Linked DNA regions of Danio rerio: region 2 is linked to region 1. Evidence: chromatin contacts called from public Hi-C data. All regions are on one chromosome and are shown on one strand. The core of a region is the stretch at or near the end of the contact, and the rest is flanking DNA. Distances in the headings are between cores, read along the strand shown. Region 1 holds the start of chd1l (chromodomain helicase DNA binding protein 1-like). Region 2 holds the start of zranb2 (zinc finger, RAN-binding domain containing 2).

The links. A called contact is a pair of places that touch in the nucleus more often than the background predicts.
Region 2: a contact with region 1 is called in a Hi-C map of an unstated tissue, with 3 times the contacts expected there. The contact joins the promoter of zranb2 here to the promoter of chd1l in region 1. A contact is called at or near these places in 1 of 18 Hi-C or Micro-C datasets (an unstated tissue) and 1 of 4 datasets of contacts at active chromatin or transcription factors (embryo).

The regions. Positions count from the first base shown.
Region 1 is chr6:39,400,227-39,405,836 of GRCz12tu, reverse strand. It overlaps chd1l (chromodomain helicase DNA binding protein 1-like), which reads right to left and starts at 3,939. Exons shown (of 25, transcript NM_200313.1): 1 at 3,793-3,939; 2 at 432-544; 3 at 217-323. The coding sequence starts at 3,886. sft2d2a (SFT2 domain containing 2a) reads right to left here. Exons shown (of 8, transcript NM_001013288.2): 5 at 5,565-5,600; 6 at 5,390-5,448; 7 at 4,819-4,848; 8 at 4,263-4,582. The coding sequence ends at 4,531.
Region 2 is chr6:39,857,774-39,863,316 of GRCz12tu, reverse strand. It overlaps zranb2 (zinc finger, RAN-binding domain containing 2), which reads right to left and starts at 3,919. Exons shown (of 10, transcript NM_001328210.1): 1 at 3,619-3,919; 2 at 3,015-3,067; 3 at 2,769-2,877; 4 at 800-882; 5 at 633-709; 6 at 363-503; 7 at 65-222. The coding sequence starts at 3,674.

The DNA.
Region 1 (5,610 bases), core at 2,690-5,189:
CATTTATGAATTACTTTTTTTCTGCTGAACACAAAAAAACATTTTATGAATCTGAAAGTCATTAAAATGAATAAGAAATGTCATAGAAGTAAACTGTTATCGATTACTAAAAATGTAAGCATTCATAGCAGCACAGTAATGAACCAAGAACTTTATCGTGCATTCTTCATAATCTAAATTGACCACACAATTCTGATCACAACCAATGTCTCTTACCGTTCCAACTCTTGCCTCCAGTTCTCCAAAACAGCCAAGGGACAAAGCACAAGGAACGGCCCGTTCATCTTAAGGCTTCCTCGAGCATACGCCAGCAAAGAGATGGTCTACAGCAGAGCATGACATCTCACTTATCTCATATCTGACATCTCGGAATAAATCTTTCGGCTTAAAAGCAAGCAATATAAGCAAGATAAAGCCATCCCATTACTAACCTGACAGGTCTTGCCCAGACCCATCTCATCACCGAGGATGCAGCCCTGCTGGTTCTTCATACACAGTGACAGCCACTTCACTCCATCCAGCTGATAAGGCCTCAGATGAATAGCTATTAGGAAAGAGATAAAGGATAACAGCGTTGTTTGTAAGAAAAAAACTTTCAGATTTAGAGTATTTTAAATCATGTAACAGGTGTTCGAAGCCTTATTTCACTGCTCCAATTAATGTGACACGTGAAAAGTCAATCATGCCCGAAAATATATGCACAGCTAGTGTTTTTCAGCCAATAAGGAACTTCCGGTGAAAGCTTCATGCGACTATTTTCCCTTTCATAAAGTTCCTTTTACAGCTTTGATGGTGTTATGTAATAACACCATCAAATATAAACAGTTAAAAAGACTTAAGCATCTATTTGGTTATTAAAACATAAAAAGAGACTATTTAAACGCAAGTGCCGCCAATAGAAGCAGGTAAGCGCAAAAACTCCATTGAAAATACTGAGGTAAAATTAATTTCCATTTTTAATAGACATGGCATGGAATAATATAATTTAATGCAGTGCTTCTTGTTTGGTCTGATACCCAATTTATATCTTATCTCAGCCAGGCAGAGATTATCACTGTTATTTCAAGAAATCAGATCTTTTTTGCTGTGATTTTGTATGGGATGACAATTCACCAGAAGCCCTGGGGCTGACTGACTGAAGATAAAAGTCTGTGTGCATTACCCCATTGATGACATTGACCATTGTAATCACTTGTAAAAAATTCTAATAAAATATTTTATTTTTAATAAAAATCATCCTTTTTTGATATACAAATTTAATGCAAAGTGCATCTTTGTGTTTAAGTAAATTTGACATCAGGTTAAGATTGAGATATGCCTAGGCATGGGACGATAACCGTTTTCAAGGTATACCCCAGTTTGAAAAAGTCTAGGTTTTAAAACCGAAAAAGTTTTCTGTAATATCGTTCCTAAAATTTGTGTAAAATCTTTTATTTACATTTCTTTTTAGTTTTTTAGGACAACAGTATCTCCAGCAGAAAAAAAAATTATCCAAAAATGCCATTTTAAATGGTAAAGAAATTTGTTTTTGAAACAAATGAAGACAGCAGAAGTCATTGATTCATTTGAATTATTTAGCCTGACATGTTTACTGTAACAAGATATTATGAATCTTTGTTTTCAAAGGGGAAAAAAGTTTTTGTTTTTTTATGCAGACATTTAAAAAGAAAATATTTTAGCGCAGTAATCACAATATCGTGATACTGTGAAACCGTGATATTTTTATTAAAGGTTATCATACCATCAGAATCTCATACCGGCCCATGCCTAGATATGCCATATATTAATGAATCAATCCATGATTATTTATTTATATTACACTGAACTATCAGAATTTCAGAAAATCAGTCAGGCAATAAATCAACTCGGCTTTCCATCCAATTAAAGATGCAAGGTAACAATAAACTCCGGCCAAAAAACTGTTCAGGGTTCATACACATTCTTACTACTAAAATTCCATGACTATTCATGACGTAATGTTTCATGTAATGTCTACATATACATGGTAAATAACAAGAAAAAGAATGGTGTTTAAATTTATTACAGCATATCATATAACAGGCAACAATCTATTTTATTTAAATTACTTTTTATATCCATGTAAAATTTTGATGATGGTGAGAGCAAGTTTTTGGCCAAGAACAGAAAAGAAGACAACTAACCTGTATACAAGATAGGGCTGTATAATGTGGTTCAGAATCGATATTGTAATATGTGCATCTGCAATAGTCACATTGCAGGACATGCAATGTTGGGATTATAGTTTAATCATAATGGAACAAACATTTGTCATCTGCATGAATTTTTAAAGAGATAGTTCATCCAAAAATTACTTACCAATTTCGTTACACCCTTCACTTGTTTCAAACATTAATGATTTTCATTTTTTTTTTAAATGAACACAAAAAATATATAATTTAATAACTATAGTGAAGGGTCAGTAAATAGTGATTACATTTTCATCTTTGACAAAACTGTCCCTTTCAGGCCTTTGACTGTGAGAACATTTCAATATTTCAAATTTTAAAACAACCAGCCACAAGAAACTTTTTGTAACTTTAAGAAAGATTAAATAATATACAATGGAGACTATATCATTATTCACTTTTGTCTTTGCTATATTTAATTTATCTATGCTTGTAAGTTATTTGTTATATATTATTCAAGATTCACTCCTTTACAAAATCCCCCAATCAATCCAAATAAACCTGTTAAATCATCTGGTGAAATTGCATTCACATCGCAATATATAATCACAGAAATACAACACATTTCATCCCAATATCGTGCAGCCCTAATTTAGGTATAGAGATATTTGTTAAACTAATTTCCATGACTTTTCCAAAACTTTGTGTGTTTTTCTAATTTTTCCAAAATTTTTATTAAGGCCTGGAAAATGCCATGTCAAAATTACATGACTTTTCCAGGTTTTCCATGACCTTATGAACCCTGTGTGTTGCTCTGTCTGTCTCAAATTTTTTTTAATATAACTTAAAACAGTCCAATAAAGGTGGAGTAAACCATTACAAAACAAAGGAGTGGGGTGAAATCTAAAGATATCAACGTGTATAAACTGTACATGAATTTGAGCAACATTAATAAATTACATTAAATCAAGTTATGTCTTACCTATACATTTATGTATGTAAATAATATCATGGATAAAATCATACGCATATTCAGACAAAATCAGTTCTGTTATTGTAAAGTTACTTTGAAAAATTATTTGCATTTTCCCATAGATCACATAGGAGTTTTTCAGTGTACGAGCAAATCAAATTATAATGTTTAAAAACTTTATTAGAGTAACGTTAATATTTATTTTGCTTGTTAGAAATAAATATTAGTTTTATTGTATTAGTTTTTATCCACCTGGATTGTTCTTGAGCTAATCATGAGAAATAAATGTACGGTATTAATTTCTATTAAAAGGGTTGATCCAGGTAATTATCATATTAAATGTACTTATAAATGTAATTTATCAAAATAAAATGGCATAAGTTTTCTATATGAAGTTCACAAACGTAAATCTATGCATCTAAATCGCAAATGATTCTTCGTATTTTTATAAATACAAATGGGCAATGAGGTAAAACTTTGGGAATGTAAAACTTTTTTAAGCAAATTCATTAACGAGAAGTTATCGGTACGTTATTGATGTAACGTTATATCCAAAACTTTTTGTAAACTAATGATTTACCTGATCCAAAACGGGCTAAATACGATTAACGTAGGGTTAAGCGTTAAACATTAACTTAAACAAGTAAGTTAGCTCGCAATTGCTCCACACACCTCCAAGTCCCCATTTCTTCAGGTCATTCTCCGTTAGTTCAGATTTGTCCTTTTCTGGTATGTTGTTTCTGACTGCTCGAAGAAATGTGGACATCCTTGTTGTTTACGTTTATGTTAAATCATCTGAATTTCTTTTCTCTTTAATAGCTTGTGCGCGCCAGTTTGACGTGACTTGTTTTTCTACTTCCTGCAATAGTGAATGGGCGGGTAGCAAAACTGACGCTGTCCAATGACAAGTTGGCAACGCAAGCACGCGCTCTTTAAAGGCGCCATTCTTAAAAAAGTACATATATATTTAAAATATGTATATTTTATAAAGAATACGTGTGTAAAGATCTTAAATTCTCAAATCTCGGATTATCCTTTGAATTATATTCAACATTCTGACACAGAAAAAAAAATTGAGCTAGACTTCATTTACAAATAGTATCAGACAAAGATACAGAAAAAAATAGAAGGTCAGCTTTTTAGTATATAACTGCAATATCTACTTTAATAAATATCAATTTTAAGACATTTCATAACATTTACAAATCTGTTTTACAACACATTTAAAACACATTCAGTAAAATGTAATCTTTTGTACAGTCAGATTTAGCATGTCGTCCAGCTAACGTTAGCGATTACAACTAGCACCATCCCATAGTCTCAGTGATTATTTGTGGACCCCAGAATTGCAGAATACTTGAGCAGAGTGTTCCCAGTTCCCAGAGTGATGAAAGGATAAACATCAGCTCTTCATTTCATACACATGTTGCACAACATGGAGAAAAACTTCAGTACAGCATCCCTGGTTAAGACAAAGACAGCATAGAGAATTAAAAATACTGTACTTGGTTTCAATTGTGTCATATTTATTTTCTAGCATTCATTTACTTTCTTCAGTTTAGTCTCTATTTTAGGGGTCGCCACAGCAGAATGAACCACCTAACAAATATTCACACATCCATCAAATGCTTAATATGTTTTATCTAATTCAATATTTTAAGACAAAATAATATGTTAAAATCACAAATAATGACTAACCTTGCAAAAGGGATGTATGAGAGGCCATACCTATAAAGAAAAATTAATAAATTGATCAAATGTATTTCAGTACAGGAAAAAGCAGTGTTGGTGGTAACGCATTACAAGTAACAAGAGTTACGTAATAATTTTACTTTTCTAAGTAACAAGTAAAGTATTGCATTAAACAAATAAGTAATATTTGAGTAAGTTTTTCAAAAATGTCATGCGAGTTACTTTTTAGTTAATTAATAAGCTTTTAAAACAAATTGATGAATTTAAATTAAAGTAGTCATAATTATTCACACAGTCAATGAGAGAATGTGTTCATTATTTTGAACATATCAAAGAAAAGAAACAATGGACATTGATTTTACTTAAGACAAATAGTACAAACCCAGCAAACATATTGCTTTGAACTTTCAATAATCTGTATATGCAGCATGTATAGCACTGGGGTCAGGACATTATCCTAAAATTTTATCAGATAACATTCTATACTTTTTTTTTATTTGTTTTTTAAAGGTAAATGAAATTGTAAGTTATACAGTGTGGTGTCCATGCTTAAAATAATGTGTCATTGTAAACTTACCATGCAAATGCAAGGACTTGAAGAATGACAAACAGCAGAGTGAGAGCAAAGATCTTCCACTGTTGTACAGAGATTAGTGTTGAATTAGTATTAAAGAAAGCTAATTCTATTAGATTTATTATATACAGAGATAAAATCTAAAACTATACAGCAGGGAGAAATGCAGAAAGCTCACCCAAAATACTGCACAGAGTGTGAGAACCAGACATGTCTATGGACAG
Region 2 (5,543 bases), core at 2,670-5,169, 460 kb before region 1:
TGAATAAAGATTTGAGCTGATACTGACATTTGCCTGGAGTTACCCTTGACCTGTACCCTTTTACCTGGACCTAGACCGGGAACTTGAACTGGACGAGCGTGAAGAGGAGCGTGAGGATCCCGAATGACTCCCTTTCTTCTCGTCACCGTCATCCAAATCATACTTGGACAAATCTGCATCATCTTCATCATCATCATCATCATCATCGTCCTCGTCGTCATCCTAATAAACAAGAAAATAGTTGTTTCACATCAGTTTGTTTTTTGAACCTACCTTTTCAAACTGTTGCAGTCATATGATAATTTTTACAATAAAAACAAAACAAAACAGTGTTGTCAATATAGCTCAGAGTAACATCTCACATCAAGTTTGTATTTGGAAAGATCTCCATCTTCATCATCGTCATCCTCTTCCTCATCGTCTTGATCAACTTTTTTTGGTTCCTCCTTTTTATCACTATCCTTCTTGGTTTTCCCACGAAACTTCTTTTTTATGCGCCCAAACTGTTCAGAAGACCAGAAAAATATTTTGTCAAAAGTGGCATACAAACTGAACAAGTCTGATTATTACATTAATATCAAATGTCATTGACTGTCTGGGGGGAATAAAACTACAACAACACACACACTGACCTCATCATATTCACCATCAGACTCCTCTCGCTCATTGTAGACTAAATTTTCTCTTTCGTTAAACCCTCCGCCGTATCCTGTTGAAAACATCAAGCACATCATATAAGGCACAAACTCATACCACTGCAGTCAACATGTAAAAAATGCTATTTTAAAGAAAGATGTACCTGTCCTTTCCTCCAGTTTGGCATATTTAGGAGTGTTACACATGTTGCACTCTGACCTTCTGGCCCAGTTTACATTGCCACAACTAGATTAAAAAACAAAACGGTTAATTACAAGGCTCTTAAATAAGAATCAAATCAGTCTGGCTTTACTTCATTACAGAGTTGATGAGAAAAGTGGTCATCCAGAACAAATCAGATTTAAAAGTGAGAGATTTGGAGGACTTGCAAATTACAGAGTTGGGATGTTAAAGTAAACATAACAATTGGAAACGATGTTGAATCTTTAATTGCGGAAGGTTTGCATAGTTGCTGGAACAATCGCTATTATGCTTCTTGCTGTTTTTTAGTTATAGGAAAGCCTTGTGTGAGGACCATATTAGCTCCTACTTCAGAATACCTCATGGTCTAATGGCTCGTTTCACTGAGTGGTACGCTGCGCTTTTATGGCCATTTCCACTGTCAAAAGGAGCACCGAACCGAACTGTATCTTACCACTTTTTGGGCACCCTTTCGAATGGGTACCAAACACGAGAAACGGTACCAAAAGGTGGAGCTAGACGCACAACAGAATGCTATTGGTTTACAGAGATACATCATTCGCTTAAGCAGCAAGCCAGAATGAAAACAAAGGAACCGCCATGTTTAAAATACACAGCCAAGAGATTACAGCGTAATTATATATACATATAATAACGAGCCATGGTCGACCCGGGTTCAAACAAACCTTATCGTCGTCTTGATAAACAGCCAAAAGGCAGAAAGAAAAGCAGATTTTACCCTGTGTCCCGTAGATTTTTACAAGCCAGTCTCAAGCGCGAAGGGTTTCGCTTTCTTGCTTGCGCTCGCTGCGCGTCTATATCTGAAATAACAAACTTCTTGAGCTGATGATAATAAATTGCGCTTGATTATTGACGTGCTTTTGAAACCCGATCCTGTCAGAAACGGACAAACGCGAGAGTAAAGTGCAAAAAAACAAAAAAAGAGAAGCTGGAAAAAAGGAGCACATTATTTTTTCAGCAAACGTGAACAAACTGCCATGTTTAATTATTATAGTCACTTTATGGAGTATAATAAACTCAGAATGAGGGAATTACTTTCTAACAAGAGGCTACACGTGCTGCTGAAGATTATCTGTTTTTTTTTTTTTTTTTGAGAAGTGCTTCTCATATGATATGCGAGCGACCCATACAGCTTTACTGTAGATTTTTTCTCGAGCAAAAATGACATTGACTGAAACATTCTATCATACACCATGCCCACCAAAAGGGTAATGGAAACGCAAGCCTGATAAAAGTGACCCGTACCGTACCAGTCAGTAGAAACAAGCCATAAGCCAGCATTACAGTAAATACCTGCATAAATATCCACTGATATATTTGATAATATATGCAACGTGTCTTGCTAAAACTTAATAGTAGTAGATTGGATAGTTTTTTTTCGATTTTATTTTTTTTCTGAACTTGTAAATGCTCAATTAATTTGAATCTTTTAATTTATTCACTTCAACAATAATTTATTAACAACCAAACACTTTCTGGAACCTTATGAAGTTTTTCTTTAAACAAATTGTGCACATTTTTAAATGAAAATGTCAATTGTGCAATAATTAATTAAAAAGCTATGATTATTATTAATGTTACATCTACTATGGACATTCACTGCTGTACACTTATACATGTCACAATTTGATAAAAGTTCAACTGAACTTTTATGATCGTAACATACTGATAGTCTTCTCAAACCAAAATCACTTTCCTGAGGACGGGAAAGTGACGTTTTAATTTATTTCTTCTCTCTAACAAAATCCAGTTATTCATTAACTGTTCATGACAGGAAACCACTACATTGTGTGCACTTATTCTGCTACATTATTACTAAGCAGTAAAATAAGTAGAAGTAATAGTTTCTTTGATTGTCACATCTATAATGCATGTTGGAAAGGTAATTATTACTTTATCACAATACCCACGTTTTGCACTGCCAGTCGTTTGCACTGAAGAGACCCCTGCTCTTCTCTGCCAGGGTCTTTCCTATTTCTGTCCCCCCTGCTTTCATCATCTTTGCTTCAGTCGTCTTCTCTGTTCAAAGGGCATTGAATAATTCGTTTAAACTAACGTTAATATTAATAAAATACTGAAATCTTGTTTCATTTATGTTGTGACATGCACAAAAAAAACAACTGAATTAATACTGGCACAAAAGATAGCTCACTTACCCCTTCCACATCGATTACAACTCGTTCTTCTTGCAAAGTTGACATTTCCACACCTTAAAACGAAAGAAAGAGACAAAACTGGTTATTTGCAATCACACACAAAGACCAGACATCCCACTTTCACTTAACAAAAATGAGACGCTCCAGTTTTTCGCTTGAAAAAAAAAAAAAAAAATACAAAACAATTATAATATTATCGTATTCATAAATAATTCAGAGGAACTGCAACTAACCAACTAATAAAAACTAACAGTTATACAATTGTACTTAATAGCACACAGCTGCTAACTAGCTAACCATACCAAAGAATCATGCATTTAACATAAGGTGTCAAATAGACTTAAAGCTAGTAATTTATATGAAAGAAGTGAATTTATTGTCTTAAAATTTGCAAGAACAAATAAAAATAAAACGACGCGTTTAATGTCGTTTACAGGCCCATTCTCAAACTATAAACGCAAGCTAAAGCTAATACATGCTATGCTAGCAGAAGCATGTGCAATTCCATTCAATCTGCATTCGTTTTCACAAAGAGTTAGGGTTAAATATTGCATGTATATATCTATATGCATCAATTAATAAACCATTCAGCAGCAAGTCTTACTTTTTATCAGGACAAATCCAGTCTCCGTCGCTAACGCGAAAACTCTTCCCCGACATCTTTAAGTTATGTCCTAACAACTGTCTTTCAGAATCCGCCAGAGAAACAAAGAACGCCGTAAAATATTAATATAGATGATTACACCAATACTATCGAGTTTAAAACTAAAAACTACAACAAATGCAATACTTTTCAGAGTGTAAAACCACGAGGAAAGAACACGTTTGCTACACCGAAAGACATAAATGGGCTGTGTTTCAAAATCTGAATGGCCCCCTATCTAGGCAAATATGGAATTTGAGAAGGAATACAGACGTCGGATGATGCTGTTTTGGTAGGCGACATCATAAGTTTTGAGCCACAGCCATAAATATGACGTGTAACAAGAGCTACTTGCAGTAAAGTAATTCATTGAATTTATCCAGTGAAACAAGTTATTTTTTTAGAGAAATCTGCGTGCACTTTTTGTGAATTAAAGGAGGAATCTATATAAAAAACATGTTTTTCGATTGCACACACTGCAAAAGTTAAATATCGATGTTGAATATCTTATATTATAACTTGCAAAAATAATAAAAAAATCAGTTTTCTTGTAAATATATTTTTGACACACAATAACAATAATAAAACTTTGGATCAAAATATTAATTTAATGATTATATATGGGAAGTACACAAACAAAAAGGGTCATCCATTTTTTTATTCAACATTTATTTGCTTAAAATTGATCTTAAACATTATATCAAAACCCTAAAAGACATTAAAAATAAAAAAAGCTATAAGGATGTATGCAATTTTGGAATTCATTTCTCATACTTTTTTTTTTTTGTAATTTATATATGCCCTTATATGCCATTTTTTCTATTGATTTGTTCCTTTGATGTAAAAAAAAAAAAAAAAAAAAAAAAAACTAGCAGTGTTTCCTGAAAATTATACAGATATTTAAAGAAGATCCTCGATTTAACTGCTTTCCTTATATTTATTTGTTTAAGTATCATTATAATTTCATTCATTAGTTTAATTTTATTTGTTTAATTTAATAATTTTGTTATTGTTATTATTATTATTATTAATATAATAATTACTATTATAACCAAGTCATAAAACATGTTGTTCTGTGAATGTATGTGTTACGTAAAACTGAAGATTTAAAATAATAACTATAATTAGGCATGGGCCAGTATAAGATTTTGATGGTATGATAACCATGGATAAAAATATCATGGTTTCACAGCTTCGCAGTATAGTGATCATTGCTCTAAAATATCTTCTTTTTAAATGTCTGGGTAAAAATTTTTTTTTTCCCTTTTGAAAACAATATATTCTATTTTTTGAAAGATTTAAAATATTTTGCAGCAGTAAACATGTCAGGCTATTTAATTCAAATGAAACATTTACTTCTGCTGTCTTCATTTGTTTCAAAAACACAGATTTCTTTACAATTTAGAACGGCATCTTTGCATATCTTTTTTTTTTTAAAATACTGTTGTCCTAAAAAACAAAAAAATGTAAATAAAAAATCTTACATACCTTAAGAATGGTATTACAGAAAAATTTGGAGGTTTTAAAACCTTGACTTTTCCAAATTGTGGTAAACCTTGAACTATAATACTCTAAAAAAACAAAAACACAAATAAATATTATTTTTATTAACTGGAATAGTAGTTAATCAGTTAGTCAGTTTCAAAAGGTTTATGTAGGCATATAAAGTTGTTCAAAAGCCAAAGTTTTATACATTTTAATAAATAAAATAAGTTATTGCACAGTGTATTGTTGTTTTACTTTCTAAAATGATGTTCTGAAGCACAACAAATACTTTGTATTTCTATAATTTAGTCTACACAGTTTTCTGCTATAGGTCATTAAATCCATCCATCCAGAAAAAAAACTTTAATAATTATAACAATAAAAAAAAGAATAAAATAAAA